Linked DNA regions of Triticum aestivum: region 1 is linked to region 2. A link is a contact called in public Hi-C data. All regions are on one chromosome and are shown on one strand. Each heading gives the region's core, a stretch centred on a gene start, on an enhancer-like site or on the middle of the called end of the contact. The rest is flanking DNA. Distances are from core to core; before and after follow the strand shown.

The links. Hi-C and Micro-C count contacts between places; a contact is called where the count stands out from the background.
Region 1: a contact with region 2 is called in a Hi-C map of leaf, with 10 times the contacts expected there. The contact joins the promoter of LOC123136777 here to the enhancer-like site in region 2. A contact is called at or near these places in 2 of 5 Hi-C or Micro-C datasets (both in leaf) and 1 of 1 datasets of contacts at active chromatin or transcription factors (leaf).

What each region holds. Positions count from the first base shown.
Region 1 is chr6B:239,087,219-239,092,407 of IWGSC CS RefSeq v2.1, reverse strand. It overlaps LOC123136777, which reads left to right and starts at 2,817. Exons shown (of 8, transcript XR_006467284.1): 1 at 2,817-3,060; 2 at 3,143-3,261; 3 at 3,814-3,894; 4 at 4,035-4,119.
Region 2 is chr6B:238,918,673-238,923,938 of IWGSC CS RefSeq v2.1, reverse strand. No RefSeq gene overlaps it. Among protein-coding and RNA genes, the nearest start is that of LOC123136775, 120 kb to the right of the region's middle. Within about 2 kb of position 2,483, at least 3 of the 8 cell types and tissues checked have an H3K27ac peak or open chromatin away from gene starts, as enhancers often do. A contact at or near this core is called in leaf, where this site is marked.

The sequences.
Region 1 (5,189 bases), core at 1,568-4,067, 170 kb before region 2:
GAACGTGCCCTCCGCACACTAAACGACATCACTCGCTCAATGCTCATCCATGCCTCCATGCCATACGCGTACTGGGCAGAAGCTTTGCAAACCGCCACCTTCTTACTCAACCGGCGCCCCTGTCGTCCTCGACATAATCACAGCCCCTTCTTTCTCCTCCACGGCACCGAACCCAACTACACCGCTCTTCGGGTTTTTGGATGCTTGTGCTACCCTAACCTCAGCGCAACCACACCACACAAACTCGCTCCCCGATCGGCTCCCTGTGTGTTCCTTGGTTACTCACCACACCACAAGGGCTATCGGTGCCTCAACCGCACCACTGGCAAAGTTGTCATATCCCGCCATGTCGTGTTCGACGAGCATCAGTTCCCTTTCGCTCACACCACAGCTGAGCCCACCTCTGACCCCGATGAGCTCAACTACACCCCATCCATACCCCAGCGTCCCCGCTATGCGCTCCCACGCGTACCTCGCCCGCCTCACACCCAGCCCCCTCCCCACGGCGCTCCCGCCGTCCTGCCTAGCCCCGCCATATCGGCCACGGCTACGCCCCCAAGCACATCTACTCCCCCATCGGCGGACAGACCACCATCGCCGCCCATGCCTGGACCACGCCGGACAACCCATCACCCACCTCCACGCCACCACGCACCACGCCTCCCCGCCGGCGTCCTGACCCAGCTCCTACACATACGATGATCACCCGGGCCCAGGCCGGCAAGTTCTTCCCGAACCCTAAATACAACCAAGCCCTCACAACTTCCACCACCGCCCCAACCATCTCCCCTATACCCAAAACCGTGCGTGCTGCGCTGCGTGATCCCCATTGGCTAACTGCAATGCAGGTGGAGTACAGGGCATTGATGGAGAACCGGACGTGGAGCCTCGTACCGCGCCCACCGGGCGCCAACATCGTCACCGGCAAGTGGTTGTTCCGCCACAAACTCAAGGCTGATGGCACGCTGGATCGCTACAAAGCGAGATGGGTCGTGCGCGGCTTCTCACAGCGGCCGGGAGTCGACTTCGACGAGACGTTCTCGCCCGTCGTCAAGGCGGCCACCATCCGCGTCGTGCTCACCATCGCCGCCGCTCGTCAGTGGCCCGTTCATCAGATGGATGTGAACAACGCCTTCCTGCATGGACGCCTCGCCGAGCGCGTCTACTGCCAGCAGCCTGCTGGCTTCGTCAACACCAACCATCCTGATCATGTGTGCCTGCTGGACAAGTCCCTCTATGGCCTGAAACAGGCTCCGCGTGCTTGGTTCGCGCGGTTCGCCACCTTCGTTCGCGGTCTTGGCTTCATCGACTCACGGTCCGACCCGTCCCTCTTCGTCCTCCACAACAGCGCGGGCACGGCATACCTACTGCTCTATGTCGACGACATCGTGCTCACCGCGTCCACGTCCACGCTTCTCCAACAACTCCAACAGCTCCTGTTCGCGGAATTCTCTATGAAGGATCTCGGCCCGCTCCACTACTTCCTCGGCATCGCCGTGACCAGGACGCCCGAAGGCTTCTTCCTCTCTCAGCGGCAATATGCTGCGGAGCTGCTGGGACGCGCAAACATGACCGAGTGCAAGCCGGTGTCCACGCCAGTCGACACTCACTCCAAGCTCTCCGCGACAGACGGCGCGCCAGTCCCTCACGCCTCCGAGTATCGCAGCTTGGCAGGCGCCCTGCAGTACATGACCATGACACGGCCCGACATCGCCTATGCCGTGCAACAGTGCTGCCTGGTCATGCACGACCCGCGCACTCCTCACCTTGCCTTGCTGAAGCGCATTTTGCGCTATCTCAGTGGCACCACCGAGTACGGCCTCCACCTGCACCCGTCGGCGTCGCTCGCGCTCCCGTCGGCGTCGCTCGCGCTCACCGCGTACTCGGACGCAGACTGGGCAGGCTGCCCGGACACGCGGCGCTCCACCTCCGGCTACACTGTCTACCTCGGCGACTCCTTGGTCTCTTGGTCATCCAAGCGCCAGGCTACGGTCTCCCGTTCCAGCGCGGAAGCAGAATACCGTGCCGTCGCCAACACCGTCGCGGAGTGCTGCTGGCTTCGCCAACTCCTTGGTGAGCTGCACGTCTCCCTCCCCAAGGCCACTGTCATCTTCTGCGACAACATTTCGTCCGTCTACATGGCTGCCAACCCCGTCCACCATCGACGCACGAAACACATCGAGCTCGACATCCACTTCGTCCGAGAGAAGGTCGCCCTTGGTCACCTCCGTGTCTTGCACGTGCCCACCACGCATCAGTTCGCTGACGTCCTGACCAAGGGGCTATCGACACCGGCGTTCCAGGAGTTCCGGTCCAGCTTATGCATCCGGCCACCCGATGCTTCAGCTGCGGCGGGGTGTAAGCAGTTGCTGCCCTAGACTAGCTGCATGGCCATGCACGTCGTGCATGCCCCCCCACCTCTCGCACGTCGTGTGTCCCACTCTCCCTCTCTCTCCTGCGCTACGCGCCCTGTACATGTACGGCTCGTGTATATAATCACAGGAATGCAATGAGAGCACTCAAGGTGCATTATTCTCTCTATCTCTCCCACTCACACAGATCAAAGGAGATAGAAGAAGAAAAATTACATTGATGCAATGAATATAGATGAGCATCTGAAAGGAGTCATCACAAAGGCAATTAAGGATGTCAGAATTCTTGACATTCCATTTTCCAAAGCATTTTACAAGCTTATCCTAGGACAGGTATTTTGGACCTTGCATTCTTGAAATATATATCATGTTTGTTACGCTTTCTTACTTTTGTTAGTCGATCTAATAAGCTTTTCTTTGTTAGGAGCTTAATATATATGATATCAGTTCCTTTGATCCTGAGCTGTTAATATATATGATATCAGTTCATTTGATCCTGAGCTGGCAACAACCCTTATGGAGTTGAAAGCACTTGTCAAAAGAGATACTTAGAATCATCTTCAATGGGGGATACCAGAGCACATCTGATTTGTGTTAACGAGGTTGTAAAATTGAGGATCTTGCTATTGACTTTGTTGTCCCCGTGTATCCAGAATATGTGCTTTCTTCAGAGGGTACCTCAGATAATGTAACTGATTTGACTCTGCACTCTCAGTTGCTGGCTTATCAGCAGATTAAAGTATTCTCTAAATTACTCATGTTATTTTCAGGTAACTGATGAGAGTTTGGATGAATATGTTTATTTTGTTGTCGACACTGCGGTTAAAAGTGGAATCTCAAGACAACTGGAGGCTTTTAAATCAGGATTCAGTCAGTATGCTGTATCATGGTGCTGCTCTCGTCTTTTATACTCCCTCCTTAAAGAAATATAAGAGCGTTTAGATCACTAAAGTAGTGATCTAAACGCTCTTATATTTCTTTACAGAGGGAGTACTTGGGTAACTTGGGGCAGCTTTTCAGTTACAAGTTCTACTCCCTTTGACAAAGTATTAGGTTGCTTTTTCCTACTAGCATTTTATCTTTAGACGAACTTGGCAGTAATGCTTTAATTAGACAATGCAAAAACCTTTCCTTATTTTTTTAACCCTGTGTATTTCTTAAGCAATCTTAATCCAATATGTATAAAATTATACTTGTTTCTGATAGTAATGACTCCCTCTGTCCTTTTATTACATCTGTCCGTTCTGGTGTATTTAGATGTTAGGTTACTTTCTGTACTTTGCTCTGTAACTCATGAGCCTTACATGGGCCCTATAGGGTGACATGCACTCGATGTTCACCTTCTCATTTTATACATTTCACTCTTCTCTGGTGTTGTCTCTTACTGCCCGCACAGTCGAAAAATCATTTTGTCGTTGTCCACTGACACTGGGTATTGCAGGTATTTTTACTAAGCACACTTCAGGTATTCTCGGAGGATGAGCTGGAGAGATGACTCTGCGGAGAACAAGATAATTGGGATGTATGTGCTTGTCTTTTGTTGGAAGTTGTTGATATTTTTTTTGTAACCATTCAATTTTCGCTACTGACCCCTTGCTTCTGATAATTTTGTGGAACTTGCGGATCACATAAAATTTGATCATGGCTACGCACCTCCAGCAGTCCTGCAATCATTCTCTCTGATGATGACCTGCCGAGTGTGATGATTTGTGCTAACTATCTCAAGTGACCTGCCTACTGCACCAAGGTCTGAACTCACTGCCCTTCTGCAAATTGAGCATCATAGTAGATTAACTTACATCTATTCTTCTTGCCCTTTTTATTAATTTAAGATAGGTTCTGTAATGTCTTGACGTAACACTGAGCTAAAAAAGCTATGGACTATGAAGTATGAACCACCAATGGCTCAACTCAGGCACGTCCAAGTCAGTCGTAATTGGCATTCTGAACATGCTATTCGGGCATGATGATTTGCAGTAGTTAGTTCCAGTTATTGCATTTTTGTATTTCCTGAAACGTTACCTTATGATGACCTCTGTTCTGATGAGGTTATCTCCCACGGGGTAGGCCCACGGCGATATATTATCCAGCTAAGGTCCATGGAGGCCGAAACTCATGATCTTTACAGCCCAAGGCAATGCTAGTAACAGGGGGGTTTATCAGTCGGTGTGGGCACCCGCAAGGAGGATTCCATCAGTCGGATTAATCGAGGACACGATATGACAGAACCTAAACTGGCAGATCTCGAGGTAGGGGATCCTAAGCTGGGCGTATAAACCCAGTCGATCTCTTTATGGCTGGATCTCCGCGGTAGGTGGCTGCCATCCTAAGTGGCAGGGGCAATAACCACCGAGCGCAGACGGGGCCTCGTCACAGGACTGGCGGGCAGGGCACGCCCCTCCGGCATAGGGGCAGCAGTTTCCCCAACCGGCGCATGGCAGACTGAAGGGGGTGGCTACACAGCTTCAAGACGGCATGAAGGAGGAGCGGGCTCAGGGGAACTTGCCAGCTGCGCGCACCACACCCTCCTTCAATGCCACACATGGCAAGATCCGCCTGGAGACCTGGTCAATGAAGTTGCTTAGAATGGTCTCCACTGTTGGATCATGCAAGGCGACGCACGGAAGCACCCACCCAGACACCACATCGACGAAGGTGGGGGCGGTGGCGGTGAATGTGGTAGGTGAGGTAGGCGAGGGCGCCCGTGGGGGAGCGCAAGCTATCCTCTTGGTGCCTCTGTTGTGCACTTTTAGAATAAGGGATCTGCTAGAGATGCTCTTACATGTCAACAGAAACCCTTCGGCGCTAGTACTAAGA
Region 2 (5,266 bases), core at 1,234-3,733:
TTTTGCCGCGGCACCCACAAATGTTATTCTTTGATGAAACTTGGCAGGCACTTAAAATATTTGTCATTCTTTGCCACCAATTTTTTTGAATTTTTTTGAACTTTTTTAGATTTTATTATTCATGGTGGTAGCATAAGAGCTAAATCTCGGATGGGCACTTTCCAACACTTTTTTCATGAATACAAATGATATTGACATATAGGTGATGTTTTTCTGAACATTTTGGTATCTTATTTGCATTTTTCTGATTTAGTATGAATTAGTTATGAAGTTTTCAAACTGACGGTCAAATAGTCAAAGGGCAAAAGCATAATAGGAGCAAAGTGACTTGGACAGAACCAGTGACTTTTGGGAATTAGGGGTAAAATAGACGAGTGGGACACAACTAGGGGCATAAATCTAATTATCCCTCTAAAATATGTGTGTATACATCCATATGTAGTCCATAATGAAATATCTAAAAAGACCTATATTTAGAAATAGAGGGAGTATATGTATATGTATATGTATAGGGGGATTGACTATTCGTCACCCTGGGTGAGGAATATCACCAACTCTATTTTAACATCAATGCACCACAATTTGACGTTCCATAAATTTTGCCTTATTTCATACGCAAAAAAAGAATGTAAGAAAATATATAATCAACATAAAAAATATTTTATGTTTCGTAAAATTACAAACGTGAAAACATATGTAAAAAAATACATAAAACTCATTTTTTTTTCCGATCTTATGATCTATGTTTTTGTTTCCTTATGCCAAATTTTACGTAGCGAATCAATATGAATATAATTATTTATATTACAAATGTAATTTTTTATGAAATGATTGTAAGATTACCTCAGGTGAAGAATAACTTATTTTGCATCCTAGGTGATGAATAGTATTACTATAGATATATGTATATATCGAACCAACCCGTGGTTGGATGGTTAGAGGGACAGTGGTATCCCCATCTCATCAGGGTTCAAGTTCTGGTGCTCGCATTATTCCTGGATTATTTCAGGATTTCCGATGATACGATGTATGCGCGTATGTATGAGCGCTTTGCGTATGTACTGTGTTAAAAAGGTATAGGTGTATACTTATATAGGTATAGAATACAGGTGTTACGATTTTTTTTGCAATTGGACCGATATTGTGTTAAATCTGGGAAGCTCTGACTTTTGGGAATAACACATGGGAGCACTTTCTCATTTGCAGATTGTAAGTTTCCTTTTTATGGTACAAACCCAACAAATTCTGTGGTTTTGGAAAACAGATTTATGAACCTTAAGTTGGTTCCCGTAAAAAAGGAAAGAATCCACAGTATTAGGTCGGTTGACGGGGGCAATCACACAACACAAAGTCGTTCGAGCCATCACAAACTCGTAACGAGGAGCGGCTTCGAATTGGTCGTCCAACTATCGAATCCCCACATCGTTTCTTCGCCTCAAGCCGCCGCCCTAGGCATCTGTCGCGCCCCGAATGCAGTGTCGTTGGGAGAAGCGTCGAGCTCATGCCGCGGCCAAACATGCAGAAGCAGAACACCGTAAGCTGAAGCAAACTATCGAAACTGAAACAGCACAACTGCAGGACAATATTCAGACGAAAGCTACTACTGTCGAAACTGAACCAGCGCAAGTGCAGAGCAACATTCAGACTAAAGCTACCATTGGTGACCTGGCAGGTGGTACCCGCAAGTCAACTCAACCCCCAGCCCCGTCCACGAAGTACTCCAAAGACGATCGGGTCCTATGTTAGCAGTGGGGTGCGTTTGTAAGTGTCTTGGTTGAGTGTAGTATTAGTAGTGGCTAGTCGGGATGACTTTGGCATCCGATTGGATCACAATCTGAACCGAGGGACCCTGATAAGGGTTAGCTCTCCTCCTCTCCTGAAATCCCTCTCCTCTCTCCAATCCTTCCTCTCTGGTTGTTCCCTTTTGTAATCAGACTTGGATCCTCAGTGAATCAATTGAGAGGCCAGCACTTCCTTTTTTCTGATTGAGAATTGGCTAGGTTTGTAATAATTGGTATTCAGAGCTTTGATCCTCTCAGCAATTCGCTTCTGGTTGAGTTTCCCTGTTCAGTCGCTTAATCTGTAATTCCTGGGTGACGGATGTGAGATCCACTTGGTGATTTCGCCCAAAGTTCTTCGGAACACCCTAACTGGGTTGGATCGTGGCTATGCAGCCTCGACGCACACTTGCTGTTTGAGAAAATGGCTCAAGGGGATTCCATGAAAACGATGATGGACATGCTCGCCCAAATCTAGGCGGATTTGGCGGCCAACACAACCAAGCTTAATCCCATTGAGCAGGAAGTACGCTCAGTGCGCCAGGCATTCGATGAGTGGAAGCAGCAGATGGAGCAACAAATCGAACAGTTGTTGACTGCTGTGCGGAATCTGCATGCATTTGTCGAATTCCCAAGCGGCGATGCAGTCAAGACACCTCGCCCCGTGGAAGGATACAGTGCGAGCGGCGAGGAAGAGCCACCAACCCCAGTGGCACCGACCAAGTATGTGCCACCACATGGGATTGGACATGTAGGCCCTGTCGGGCACCGTAAAGACATCTTTTTTCAGGGGCAACCTGGTGCGGTCACCACGGTTACGCCTCGGTCAAGGGTATGCCCTACGGCCTCAATTCTGCCTTCTCTCCCAACTGTGTGCATGAATTTACTTCTCCTTATTCGGGGCCCTATAGTTCTCATTATTACACAGGTCTAGACAGACCCGAGATTCCAAAGAAGTGTTGCCAAAAATATTTCCAGCTGTGTCAAACTCCACAAGCTTCCTGGAAAGATTATGCGACCATGTATTTTACTGGTCAGGCTAACATGTGGTTACCCTCTATAGAGTTCAAAATAGATAAAATGGAGTGGAAAGAGTTATGTGAATTTGTGTGTCATAGGTTTGGGAAATTGCAGTTTCAAGCTATGATACGGCGACTGACTCATGTCAAACAAGCTGGAAGTGTCCAAGAGTACATTGAGAATTTTAACACTTTGATGCACCAAATGTTAGCTCACAATCCTCAATTAGACCCAGAGATTTTCACCACCACTTTCATAGATGGGTTAAAACCTCCAATTTGTAGTGTTGTTCTTATACAAAGGCCACCAGATTTGGATATAGCTGGTTCTCTGGCCCTTTTGCAGGAAGAGGTGCTTGAAGACTGTCGTGTGGTTGATCACCCACATTTTGAATCCAGCGGCTCAACTTACAGCCATGTAACTCCGAAGACTGCTTTTCCTTCTGTTCCAATAGTGAGTAATCGAGCAGTTCAGCCCAATGTTATGGCTGACAAGCGTGGTGGAGAGGCTATTAAATCTCAGTCTATTTCAGGAAGCAAGTTGAATACTCTCAGAGCTTATAGAAGTGCTCGGGGTCTGTGTTTTACATGTGGAGAAAAATGAGATCCTCAACACAAATGTGGGCAAATAGTGCAATTACATGTGGTAGAAGAGCTATTGGAGATTCTGCCGTGTGAAGAGGATGAAAATGAAAACAATAGTAGAACCTGAAGGACATAAAATGTATTCGCTATCGAAACAAGCTATCCAAGGCACCGAAGGGGATGAGACCATGCATCTGCATGGCAAGGTTCAGGGTTATCATGCTCTTATCTGATACATCTCCAACGTATCGACTTTTTCTCACGCTTTTTCTCTTGTTTTGGACTCTAATTTGCATGATTTGAATGAAACTAACCCCGGACTGACGTTGTTTTCAGCGGAACTACCATGGTGTTGTTTTTGTGCAGAAATAAAAGTTCTCGGAATGGAACAAAACTTTGCAAGGAATTTTTATGGAATAAAAGAGGATTTTTGGAGCCAAGACCCGCCAGAGGGTGGCCCCTGGGTGGGCACAACCCACCAGGGCGTGCCCCCCTCTCCTGGCGCGCCTAGGTGGGTTGTACCCAGCTGGTGGCCCCGCTGACGATCCCGTGATACTATGAAATCACATTATTCCAGAAAAAAATCAGGGAGAAAGAATTATCGCGATCCACAAGACGGAGCCGCCGCCAAGCCCTGTTCTTCCCCGGGAGGGCAGATCCGGAGTACGTTTGGGGCTCCGGAGAGGGGGATCTTCGTTCTTCGTCATCACCAACCCATCTCCATCGTCAATTCCATGATGCTCCCCACCGGGAGTGAGTAATTCCTTCGTAGGCTCGCTGGTCGGTAAGGAGTTGGATGAGATTCATCATGTAATCGAGTTAGTTTTGTCAGAGCCTTGTCCCTAGTATCCACAATGTTCTTAGATTGTTGTTGCTATGACTTTGCTATGCTTAATGCTTGTCACTTTGGGCCCGGGTGCCATTTATGAATTCATCATTATATCCATGTTTTAGATCCAATCTTGCAAGTTGTAGTCACCTACTACGGCTATGATCCGACAACCCTGGAGTGACAACAACCGGGCCCACTCTCGGTGATGGCCATAGTTTGAGGAGTTCATGTATTCACTATGTGTTAATGCTTTGTTCCGGTTCTCTATTAAAAGGAGGCCTTAATATCCCTTAGTTTCCAATATGGACCCCGCTGCCACGGGAGGGTAGGACAAAAGATGTCATGCAAGTTCTTTTAATAAAGCATGTATGACTATTTACGGAATACATGCCTACATTATATCGATGAACTGGAGCTAGTGTCGTATCTCCCTAGGTTATAACTGTCACATGATGAATATCATACAACATCCTATGCCTACGAATTTAACATATATTGTTCTTGATAAGTTACTACTATTGCTACTGATATCGTTACTGCTATCACTGTTACTGTTACCATTCCTACTGTTGCTATCATCAAAACTATCAAACTACTGCGCTACTAATCACTTTGTTGCAGATAATTAATATCTAGGTGTGGTTGAATTGACAACTAAGCTGCTAATAGCTTCAAATATTCTTTGGCTCCCCTTGTGTCGAATCTATAAATTTGGGTTAAATACTTACCCTCGAAAACTGTTGCGATCCCCTATACTTGTGGGTTATCAGGACCTTTTTCTGGCGCTGTTGCCGGGGAGCATAGCTATATTTGTTGAGTCACTTGGGATTATTATCAATTTATCGCTATGAAGAATCTGAAGGATCCAAAGACTAAGATATTTCCCTCAAGGACGAGGGGAGGTAAGGAACTGTCATCCAGTTCTGCTTTAGATTCACCTTCTGTTATGAGTAAACTTGCAACACCACCACAAGCCATTAATTATGATATGTCACAAGTTATTGATGATGCTACTTCTACTATGAATGATGCTTATGATGATGCTAGTATCA